3 separate regions of the Mus musculus genome follow, and all the other regions are linked to region 2. A link is a contact called in public Hi-C data. All regions are on one chromosome and are shown on one strand. The core of a region is the stretch at or near the end of the contact, and the rest is flanking DNA. Distances in the headings are between cores, read along the strand shown.

Region 1 (3,149 bases), core at 368-2,867, 110 kb before region 2:
AAAGGGACAAGTGCTTACCTTTAGAAAGTGCAAGCGAATGATAGTAACCACACGCAACCTGTACTATCTGGATATCCGAAAGACTTTTAATATTTCTAGAAAAGAAAAGAGAGCAGACTTAATTCCCTCTGTGGAACAAGTGGATCTTACGTGCTACTCATGTGCAACTCACTGGCTAGTTGTCTGCTGACTTTTCAGGGCATGCTGTCTCTTTCAGTCACGGCCAATTATCAAAACTTCAGGTTAAAACCAATAATCAGAATATACAAGTATAAAAAGATATGCTGAGAAAACACTTAAAAAGACAGAATAGAAGCAAGGTAAACCATGCTTATAGATAAACATCCCTCAGGATGCGTTGATCACTCAAGCATTTTCTTCCATTATCTAAGACTTTTCTTAATTTTTAGTGTAAAACCTGGCAGTTTATTTGGAACCTGGTGTTTTCCACATCTCCAACATCAGAATGATGGATCCTAGTCCCCCACCTACTCTTCTGCTTACAGCCACATCAGTGGCACTCCTGTTTCAACTAGGGAAATTTAGTCCATTTGCATTTATGATAATCAATGTCATTTATGATAATCAATAATCAGTAATGCTATCACACTCTCAGCTTTTCCTAGCCACAATGCGTTCCTGGGGAGTTGGGGAGGGCTGGCTGCTACATCCCAAGCACCTTACACACTTCCCCTTCACCTGACCAATCTTCTCCTGCTTTTCTAAATACAGGTTTCTCAAGGGAAAGGTAAGAGGAATTTTTCTTATCTGACTTTAGCTGATACTGCCACCTGACCTGACTCTGCCAACTCAAAGTCTGGAGCAAATTCTGAACAGAGTTTTGATCCCTATGATTTCCAAAGACAGTTGCAGTGAATATTATTGTGAGCAGGAAAAGGGGCAGTTAGCTCTAACTCCACAGTGCATAAGAATATACACTTTTATTTAGTATATATATATATATATATATATATATACACACACACACACACATATATAACCTGAGAGTTGTGCTGCTTTAAACTAGCAGGTTCTAATGTACCTTAAGTTTTTAACGGTATAACAGAATGCTATAACAAAATAAATGCAAAAGAGCTAGAAACAAAAACACATGGATGTGTTTAATTGTGCTAAAGTTGGTATTAACTGCTCCTGCTGGTGGGTACCACCCACACCACATTCATCTTTTCATTATTAACTTCAATTTACAAGTTCATATAAAACATTTCAAAATACTAAATTCTCAAAGAACCACACGTTTTCCTGTTTTCATACAGTTATCACTACTATATATTCATTTAGTGTCTGTCTCATATGCTAAACAATGAACTCTATAAAGGCAGAATTCATCTTATATCCTATATCCACGGGACTCCCAAAGCCTAACACAGTCACAGCCAAATATCACTTGGTGAATGCACCATTTTTCAAGGTCTACAGAGTTTGAAGCCAGTCAGAACTACAAAGTGAGACACTGTAAAATTAAACAAACATCTTAAATGACAACACACTAAATTCTCTAGTTAAAAAAAGTGACTGAGCTCGGCATGGTGGAGCAGGCCTTTAATCTCAGCAAAGGCGAGTGGATCTGAGTTCAAGGCCAGTTTGGCCTACATAGTTCCAGGACAGTCCCTCTTCAAACAAACAAGAAGAGTAACTGAGTGAATTACAAAATCCAAACACATACAGCTGCTACTACTTCTTTTTGGTTTGTTTGAGACAGCCTCACTTGGTGGTCCAAGCTCACCTAAATGACAATTCTGGCTCAGACTCTTCACTGCTGGGACTGAAGGTGTGGACCACCCCAATTAGATCCTAAGAGCTGCTTCTAAGAAATTCATTTTACCTCTAAGGACAAAATGCAAGGTGAAGCAATGGAATAAGATACTCTAGGCAAAGAGAAGTAACAGAAAACAGTAGCCATACTTCTGTCAGATGAAAGGGACTTTAAGTCAAAAGCAGTAAAGAGAGGCAGGAGCACTATGCAGTGCTAAAGAGTCAACTCAGAAAACAATTCAATATCATCTGAGCATCCTAATATGCAAAACACGTCCTCTAGGTATTCTAGACCTAAGTGAGATCAACTCCAACACAGTAACACAGGACTCTAATGTCCCACTTTGTGTAGTTGACAGGATAGCCAAGAAAAACTCAATACAAAATCAGAAGTCAAAAGGTACCCTAGACCAAACTAGCCTAGCAGACAACTACAGAACCTCAGAACCTTCTACACAACAGCATGTGGAATATTCTCCAGGGTATGGCTGAACTACCTAGTAGGCCACAAACCAATTCTCAATAATGTATCTTCCCCCTTTTCTTAGTTTGATAAAGGTCTCACTTATTATTCTGGGCTGTCCTCAAAGTTGTTATTAATCTGAGGACGACCATCTAAAGCTTCTGTCACCACCCTGGTACTGGGATTAGAAGAACATGCAATTGGATCTTGGGGGGGGGGGGGCGGGTGCCATGTTGCAACAAGGCAACAAGCACTATCTCTCAAATAAGCTCTACCCCTAGCCCCTCAATTAAAAAAAAAAAAAAAAAACAAAATCTTTTTTTTTTAAAAAAGATTTATTTATTTATTATATGTAAGTACATTGTAGCTGTCTTCAGACACTCCAGAAGAGGGAGTCAGATCTCGTTACGGATGGTTGTGAGCCACCATGTGGTTGCTGGGATTTGAACTCAGGACCTTCGGAAGAGCAGTCGGGTGCTCTAACCCACTGAGCCATCTCACCAGCCCCGACAAAATCTTCTTTTTTTTTTTTTTTTTACAAAATCTTATCTTTTTCAGTCACAATACAATAAAACTAGAAACTAGTAGCAAGAAACAACTAGAGACTAAATAACTATACAAAATTAAACAGCTTAGTTCTAAACAATCAAATGGATCAAAAGAGGAAAAATTTTCTTTAAAAGGGGGGAAATAAAAACACAGCAAACCTATGGACTACAGGAAAGCTGTACTGAGATTTCAGCAATCAGTACTTACGTTAAAATAAGACCAAAAAAAAAAAAGAAAAAAAAACCCTGCAAACATCCATTCTTATCTCAAAGATCAAGAAAAGCAAAAACAAAAAGCACCCAACTTTAGTAAATGGAAAGAAAAATAGGTACCACAGTAGAAATAAAGAAATAGAGTTGGT
Region 2 (3,254 bases), core at 737-3,236:
CAATTTTATTTTTAAAAGCAGTGAATAGAGAGTGGAGTTTTATTTAACTCCTTTTTGTCCTGGTGATAGAAAATGCTTATCTTCATTTTTTAAATTTTATTGGGGGGGGGCGGAGTGCTGACTTTCAAGACCAGGTTTCTCTGTATAGCCCTGGCTGTCTGGGAACTTGCACTGTAGACCAGGCTGGCTTCGAACTCCACCTGCCTCTGCCTCCAGAGGGCCGGGATTAAAGATGTGGACCACCACTACCCAGCCTGTATATTCTTCTTATAGAAGATTTAAGTGAAAAGGAGAATGGCCCTACCAAATGGTGGCATTGTTAGAGCAGACCATGGGTGCCTATATGCTTATTCATACAGAGTGCCGGTGCCATTGGTTGGCTTGTTGTGAGATGACCATGTGCTTGTGAATGCTGGGTAAGTGCTCTGCCACTGAGCTACATCCCTAGCCCCTGCTTTGTTGTCGGTGTAGGCAAAGCCTCAGGCTGACCTCAAACTCTCTAAGTAGCAGTGGACGACTTTGAACTCCTGGTCTTGCTTCCACCTGCTGAGTACCAGGGTTACAATGTATCCGTGAGCACACCTGCTTTTATGCAGCTGCTGGGAATTCAACCCAGGCCTTTGTACCTGCTAGGCAACCTCTCTACCAACAGAGTTACATCCTCAGCCCACCCTCTATGCCTTGTTTCTATTTTTCACATGTATTCACTTCTTTGGCATGGACTGTCCCTCTACCCTGTAGGTTTCAGGGATGGGATTGAGGTTTCAGCCTCGGCAACAAGTACCCTTTCCCTTTGAGCCATCTCAGCACCCTTCCTGTGTTTTGAAACACTCTGTGTATGGAGCTAGACCACCCTTCCTCCTCCTCTTTGCAACATCAAAAACATTTCACTCTACTTAGGAAGAGAACAGCACTCACACGTCTTGAGTGTGGAGGGAGGGAGGTGACCAAATTAGAATCTTGCTCCTGTCACCTCCCACTCAACAGCAGCTGCCCTGGCTGGCTTTCAAGGCTGCCTCAGCCCTAGCTCTGGCGGCTTCAGCAGTAACTTGAAGATCGAAAGGGGGCAGGGGAAGGGAGAATTTGAAGAGCCCTACATTATATAACAGCAGAGGCAGGAAACCCTGAAATAACTGGGCCAGTGGCCAGATCCAGATTTCTCAAGGCTTCACCATCCCTCTTCCCAGCCCACCAGTTCCAGAGACTTTTCTGCATCCTTAGCCCGGGCCACCCATGACAACCAAACTGTCATAGCACAAGTGTGGCAGTCAGAGGACAACTTATGAGAATCTGTTTTCTCCTCCCACCATGTAGGTCCTGGAATCAAACTCATATCCTCAGGCTTAGTGGCAAGCACCTTTGCCTGCTGAGCCCTCTCGACATCTCCCATTGGTTTATATCACTAAGCTCTTTTTTTTGGACCAACTACAGCCTAAGGCACTACACACATTTCTGTGCTTCATGCCTAAAGAGACTGAAACATCTGGATTTAAAAAGATAAATAACAACATGAACCTTGGAGCTATACGTAAAAATATTTTATCTTATGCAGATGAGTGTTTTGTATTTTATCTGTATATATGTATGTGCACTCCATCCATACCTGCATCCAAGGAGGCCAGAAGAGGGCAGCAGACTCCCTAGAACTGGAGCTAGAGACAATTGTGAGTCACAATGTGGATACTGGGAATCAAGCTTTAGTTCTCTGCAAGAACAAGTGCTCCTAACTGATAATGTATTTTAACCAATAAGAGAGATGCTATTTCTGTTACTGTTTTGTTTTGTTGGCTGGGTGCTTGTTTGTTTGATTGCTTTTAAAAACAGAGTCTCACTATATAGCTCTGGTTGCCCTAGAATTCACTACATAGACCAGGCTGGCCTCAAACTCACAGAGATACAACTGCCTCTGCCTCCCAAGTGCTGGGGTTAAAGGGTGTCACTATGCCTGGCTGAAAAGCTGTTTGTGAAGGCATCTTTGCGTTGAGCCTGCCAGGCAAGATCCACTAAGCAGGAACACCCATTTACAGCACTGCTGCTATCAGGCAGGGCAAAGCAGGCATGTTTCCAAATCTCTTCTGCATTAAATGCTTCCATTCTTGGAATATCTTCAGGAAGAGCAGGGACAAAGGGCTCAGGGCTGCCTGGTCACAGAGACTCTCCAGACTGTCGGGTGTGTAATGAATGAACTCAAACTCTGTGGTGACAAAAAACAAAAAAACAAAAACAAAAACAAACCGAAGATTTGCACTTTGACCATTGTTTTGACCTCAGAGGAATGAGGACTTTGGACTATAGTGACTTTATTTCAGATCCATAATTTCCAATAAAGATTAACTTGGGCTTCCTCAGTTGGGGACTGTCTCATTTAGCTTGACTGAAATGAAATGAACGCAGCCAAGTCTGTGCTCCTTGTGTGTATTTGTTTGGGTTTTGCTCCTACAATGGAATACCAAAGGCTGGGTCCTTTATACAGGAAAGAGGTTTGTGTACCTAAGAGGTTTGGCATTTCAAGGGTCTAACAGTGGTATTGCCTTAGCTCTGGTGATGATCTTGTGGCGGAGAATAGGAAGAGAATCATGCAGAGAGACAGGGTTTTAAAAGAAAAAAAGAAGGGACTGGAGAGATGGCTCGGTGGTTAAGAGCACTTGCTGCTTTTCCAGAGGACCTGTGCCCTGTCTCCAGCTCCCACACAACGGCTCACAACCATCCATAGCTCCAGCTCTAGAGGAGGATCCAGCACCCTCCTCTGGCCTCCCTGAGCACCAGGCATAGATCTGTGCTCTCCAGACATACACACACAGGCGAACACCATACATAAAAGTTCGTTTGGAAAAAAAAAAAAAAGAAAGGAAGAGAAAAGGAGCCAGTAACGACCTCTCAAGTCGCCTCTTGATGGTCTCACTACCTCTTAACACTGTCACCTGAGGGAAGAAGCTTCTAACATGTGAATGTTTAGGGAGATACATTGTATCGACTGTTTAGGGAGACACATTGTATAATCCACATCAGCATCACAGCATCAGAGGATGCCTGGGGTCTACTGCCCTGACTAAAGCAGCATCATCCACACCATGCCCTAATGGCTTACCTAACTAATCTCTATGTGTGAGTAGACACATCTCTTTATGAGACTTTGTAGAAGACCTTGGATTTACCAGGCCTAGTGGTGCACGCCTCTGATTCTCAGCCCTCAGGAGATGGAGGCGGGAGAATCAAGAGTTCAAGGTCATCCTCAGCTACCTAACAAGGCCACT
Region 3 (3,009 bases), core at 6-2,505, 95 kb after region 2:
TTACAAAGGGAGAGTTTTGGCAAACTAACTTTTCCACAGAGTGGAGATCAATTCCTTGCCTCTCCTTAATTCTTTGCCGGTGCCTTATTTTCTTGATCCTAAAGAGATTTTTAATATATTTTGACAATTATTTTAAGAGAGAGAATGAATGTCTGTGTGTCAGTCAATACACTTGAGCATAGAGCCTTTGGAGATCGGAAGAGAGAAAGTGAGTGCAGACATGTCTGTGTGTTTGTGTGTGTGCAAGTGCATGTGTGTGTATCTGGGTTTGTGTGGGTTTGTGTGTGTATGTATGTGTATGTGTGTGTTTGGGTTTGTACACATGATTGCAGTGACCTCAGAGGTCAGAAGAGAGTGTCAGTCAGATCTCTCAGATCTCCGTCGGGAGCTGGAGCCACAAGCAGTTGTAAGTGTCCCACATGGGTGTGAAGAATGGAACATAAGTCCTTTGCGAGAGCAGTAGCCACTCTGAAACAATGAGCCTTCAGCCTTCGAGAGAACTTCTAAATGTCTGAGGAACAGGAAAGGTTAAAGCCAGGAAAGATGGCCGGCAGCTGTAACCCAGGCAGGCACTAAGGAGGTTGAGGCAGATGGGGTCTGAAGAGAGCTTGAGCTACGCAGGGAGCTTAAGGCCAGCCCGCCTTAGACCTTCTCCCAACCCCTATGAGAGAGTCCCTAAAGTAAGACTCAAAGGTAGCTGCGACCATATCTAGTCATAAAACTAAACTCTGGCAGCTAGAAGGAACCCATCCCCCTACGTTTTTATGTTTATTTGCTTATTTATTTTTGATTCTGTAAGATGAGTTTCTTCACATAGTCCAGGCTGACCTAGGATCTGCTATGTAGCCCAGGCTGGCCGCAGACTCATGATCTCCTGCCTTCTCCTTTGGAACACCAGAGCTGCAGGCATGAGCCCCGACTCCCAGCTGCTGCCAGGTTCCCTGCCTGGGAGCCTCTGTGGCTCTGACCCAGTCTAGGCACAGCCATTCCCTCATAACCTGAAGACATGGCCATCAGCGACGTGACACAGAACACAAGCCAAAGTGGCAAACACGCAGGACGGCCTCATGTCTTTTACAGACGTCAAGGGCTCTACACACATCTGGAAGTTCAGGCTTGGCCCTTGAGAACCGCGTACTCACGCGCTCCAGGAGGCAGACTGCGGCAGGATTGCCCCGGAAAGCTGTCGCAGTGAACGCATCTGCTATGAAGATTGGGAGCTTCATTTTCCTCGCTGGCTTTGTCTGAGGGCTCCCTGCCCTGCTCGGAGCCCGCTTCACTTCCAGCTGTTGAAAAATAAGTTAAAGTTTTACTGGTGCAGACGTGCAGTTAATGGTTCCCAGACCAAAAGCCAAACAACCGTGCCAATATGGTTACCTTTAGAGATACCAATCCTCTAACAAGTTTTAGCATTTGTATTGGATGTCCTTTGACCTTTGCAGAGTAGCTCAGTGAGGGGCAGGTAAGCACTTGCTTGGCACGCACAAAGCCCGGGCTCTATTCCCCATCGACCCTTACACAGGGCATGGTGGCACACATCTGTGATCCTAGCGCAACGAAGCAGAGGCAAGAACAGAAAGGCTCAAGGCCATCCTCGGCTACACAGGGAGTTCCAAGCCAGCCTGGGATACAGGAGACCCCGTCTCAAAGCAATAAAAGTTTACCAACTTACACAGTATATGAACATTTACTGTGCTTATTAATCTGACTGATAAAAAGCAATCATTGGGTTTTCATTGGCAGAAAACATCACGTCACCCTCTTCTTACCACATCTTAATTTAAAAAAACAAAACAAAACAAAAACTGGGTCTTACTATGCAGCCTTTATTGAACTGGATCTTAAGGCTGGCCTTGAGCTCAGAGATCTGCCTACTTCTGCCTTCCCAGTCCTGGGATTAAAGTCCCATGCCACCACAACCAACTTACCTTTTCCCCTTTTGAAATCACATAGCTGCTAGAGGAGCCCCTGGCACACCATATCTATTAAAGTGATTTAAGAAGTAATTACTGGGCTCACATCCAACTGGAGCGTGGAGGACAAACAGGAGGATTTGTTGTCAAGTGTCATCTGCGAGGACGTGTCTCCATCGACAGCAGAATCGTTCTTCTCACTGCGTTTCAGGTTGTTTATGCGGTTGTTTGGAGATTTCATTGTAAATCACCATTGTTCTATCAGATAGCAGGAGTCAGCACAGAAAGGAAACAAAGCTCCTATTTTGACACAGGTTCCCTTTTGCAAGGCTGGAATGGAGCCCAGGCCTCACACGTGACTGGTAAATGTTCTAGGTTATCTTGTTTACCTGATCTGTGGGCCCCGGGATCTTGACCTCGTTGGCCGTGACCTCTCTGTGGAACCTACACAGGTCTTCAGCCTCCTGCCCCGGCTGCTGAATAGCTAGGATTAGGCTCTGTCTCCCCCTGGCAGTGGGCTTCACAAGCTTGTGAGCCAGGCTCAGTGGAATCTGGAGACTGCAACAGGCCTGCCTTGAGTTCAAGGCCAGCCTTGGGATATGTAAAAGTAGCTTTTATTCACCTGTTGTAATTGTCATCTCAGAGGCTTACTGCCTCAGTCTGCTTACCCAGGTCTAGGCCTGGAAGCTTCTAGCTTCCATACAATCTAATTGAGGCCTAGAATGTTTTCAGCCTCTGAGACTGGCTGCTGAATAAGTTCACAACTTTCTTGTTCTCTCTGAATTCTAGCTGGCTGGTTCAACTCAGCTGTTCTGGCTCAAACTCTTCTCCCACCTGACTCTGATTCAATCTGGCTTCTTCTCAAGTCTCTGATTTTTCCCCCCTGTCTGGTGTCAAACTAACTCTGGCAATCCGTTCTAATCTTCTGACTCATTCCCATCTCTTGCTCATTCTGTCTTTACCTGTGTCTAGCTTGTTCTCTCTTTAGTCTGCCTCTGTCAAACTCTCCCAGTAAAACTGCCTTTCTCCCTCTCTTGGCTGCTCCCCACGAACTCCACTGTATTCCTGTACTGTATTCTCTTCCTCCTGTACTGTC

What was found. Hi-C and Micro-C count contacts between places; a contact is called where the count stands out from the background.
Region 1: a contact with region 2 is called in a Hi-C map of liver, with 4 times the contacts expected there. The contact joins two enhancer-like sites. A contact is called at or near these places in 1 of 39 promoter capture datasets (the C10 cell line), 5 of 15 datasets of contacts at CTCF or cohesin (CD8 T cells, the NIH/3T3 cell line, embryonic stem cells and 2 more), 97 of 484 Hi-C or Micro-C datasets (3T3-L1-derived adipocytes, the 63-12 cell line, B cells and 43 more), 15 of 115 datasets of contacts at active chromatin or transcription factors (acute myeloid leukemia, bone marrow-derived dendritic cells, embryonic stem cells and 8 more) and 4 of 9 other capture datasets (adipose tissue, embryonic stem cells, liver and 1 more).
Region 3: a Hi-C map of liver shows a contact between it and region 2, with 1.9 times the contacts expected there. The contact joins the promoter of Pbld1 here to the enhancer-like site in region 2. A contact is called at or near these places in 3 of 39 promoter capture datasets (the 3T3-L1 cell line, embryonic stem cells and liver), 2 of 484 Hi-C or Micro-C datasets (the HL-1 cell line and liver) and 2 of 9 other capture datasets (adipose tissue and pancreatic islet).

The regions. Positions count from the first base shown.
Region 1 is chr10:63,266,574-63,269,722 of GRCm38.p6, reverse strand. Herc4 (hect domain and RLD 4) reads right to left here. Exons shown (of 25, transcript NM_026101.4): 5 at 19-95. Among named protein-coding and RNA genes, the nearest start is that of Gm51767, 9.1 kb to the left of the region's middle. Within about 2 kb of position 1,617, at least 3 of the 459 cell types and tissues checked have an H3K27ac peak or open chromatin away from gene starts, as enhancers often do. A contact at or near this core is called in granulosa cells and liver, where this site is marked.
Region 2 is chr10:63,154,918-63,158,171 of GRCm38.p6, reverse strand. All of the region lies in intron 6 of Mypn (myopalladin), which reads left to right. Among named protein-coding and RNA genes, the nearest start is that of Mypn, 47 kb to the left of the region's middle. Within about 2 kb of position 1,986, at least 40 of the 459 cell types and tissues checked have an H3K27ac peak or open chromatin away from gene starts, as enhancers often do. A contact at or near this core is called in granulosa cells and liver, where this site is marked.
Region 3 is chr10:63,059,835-63,062,843 of GRCm38.p6, reverse strand. It overlaps Pbld1 (phenazine biosynthesis-like protein domain containing 1), which reads right to left and starts at 1,255. Exons shown (of 9, transcript NM_026701.3): 1 at 1,143-1,255. The coding sequence starts at 1,226.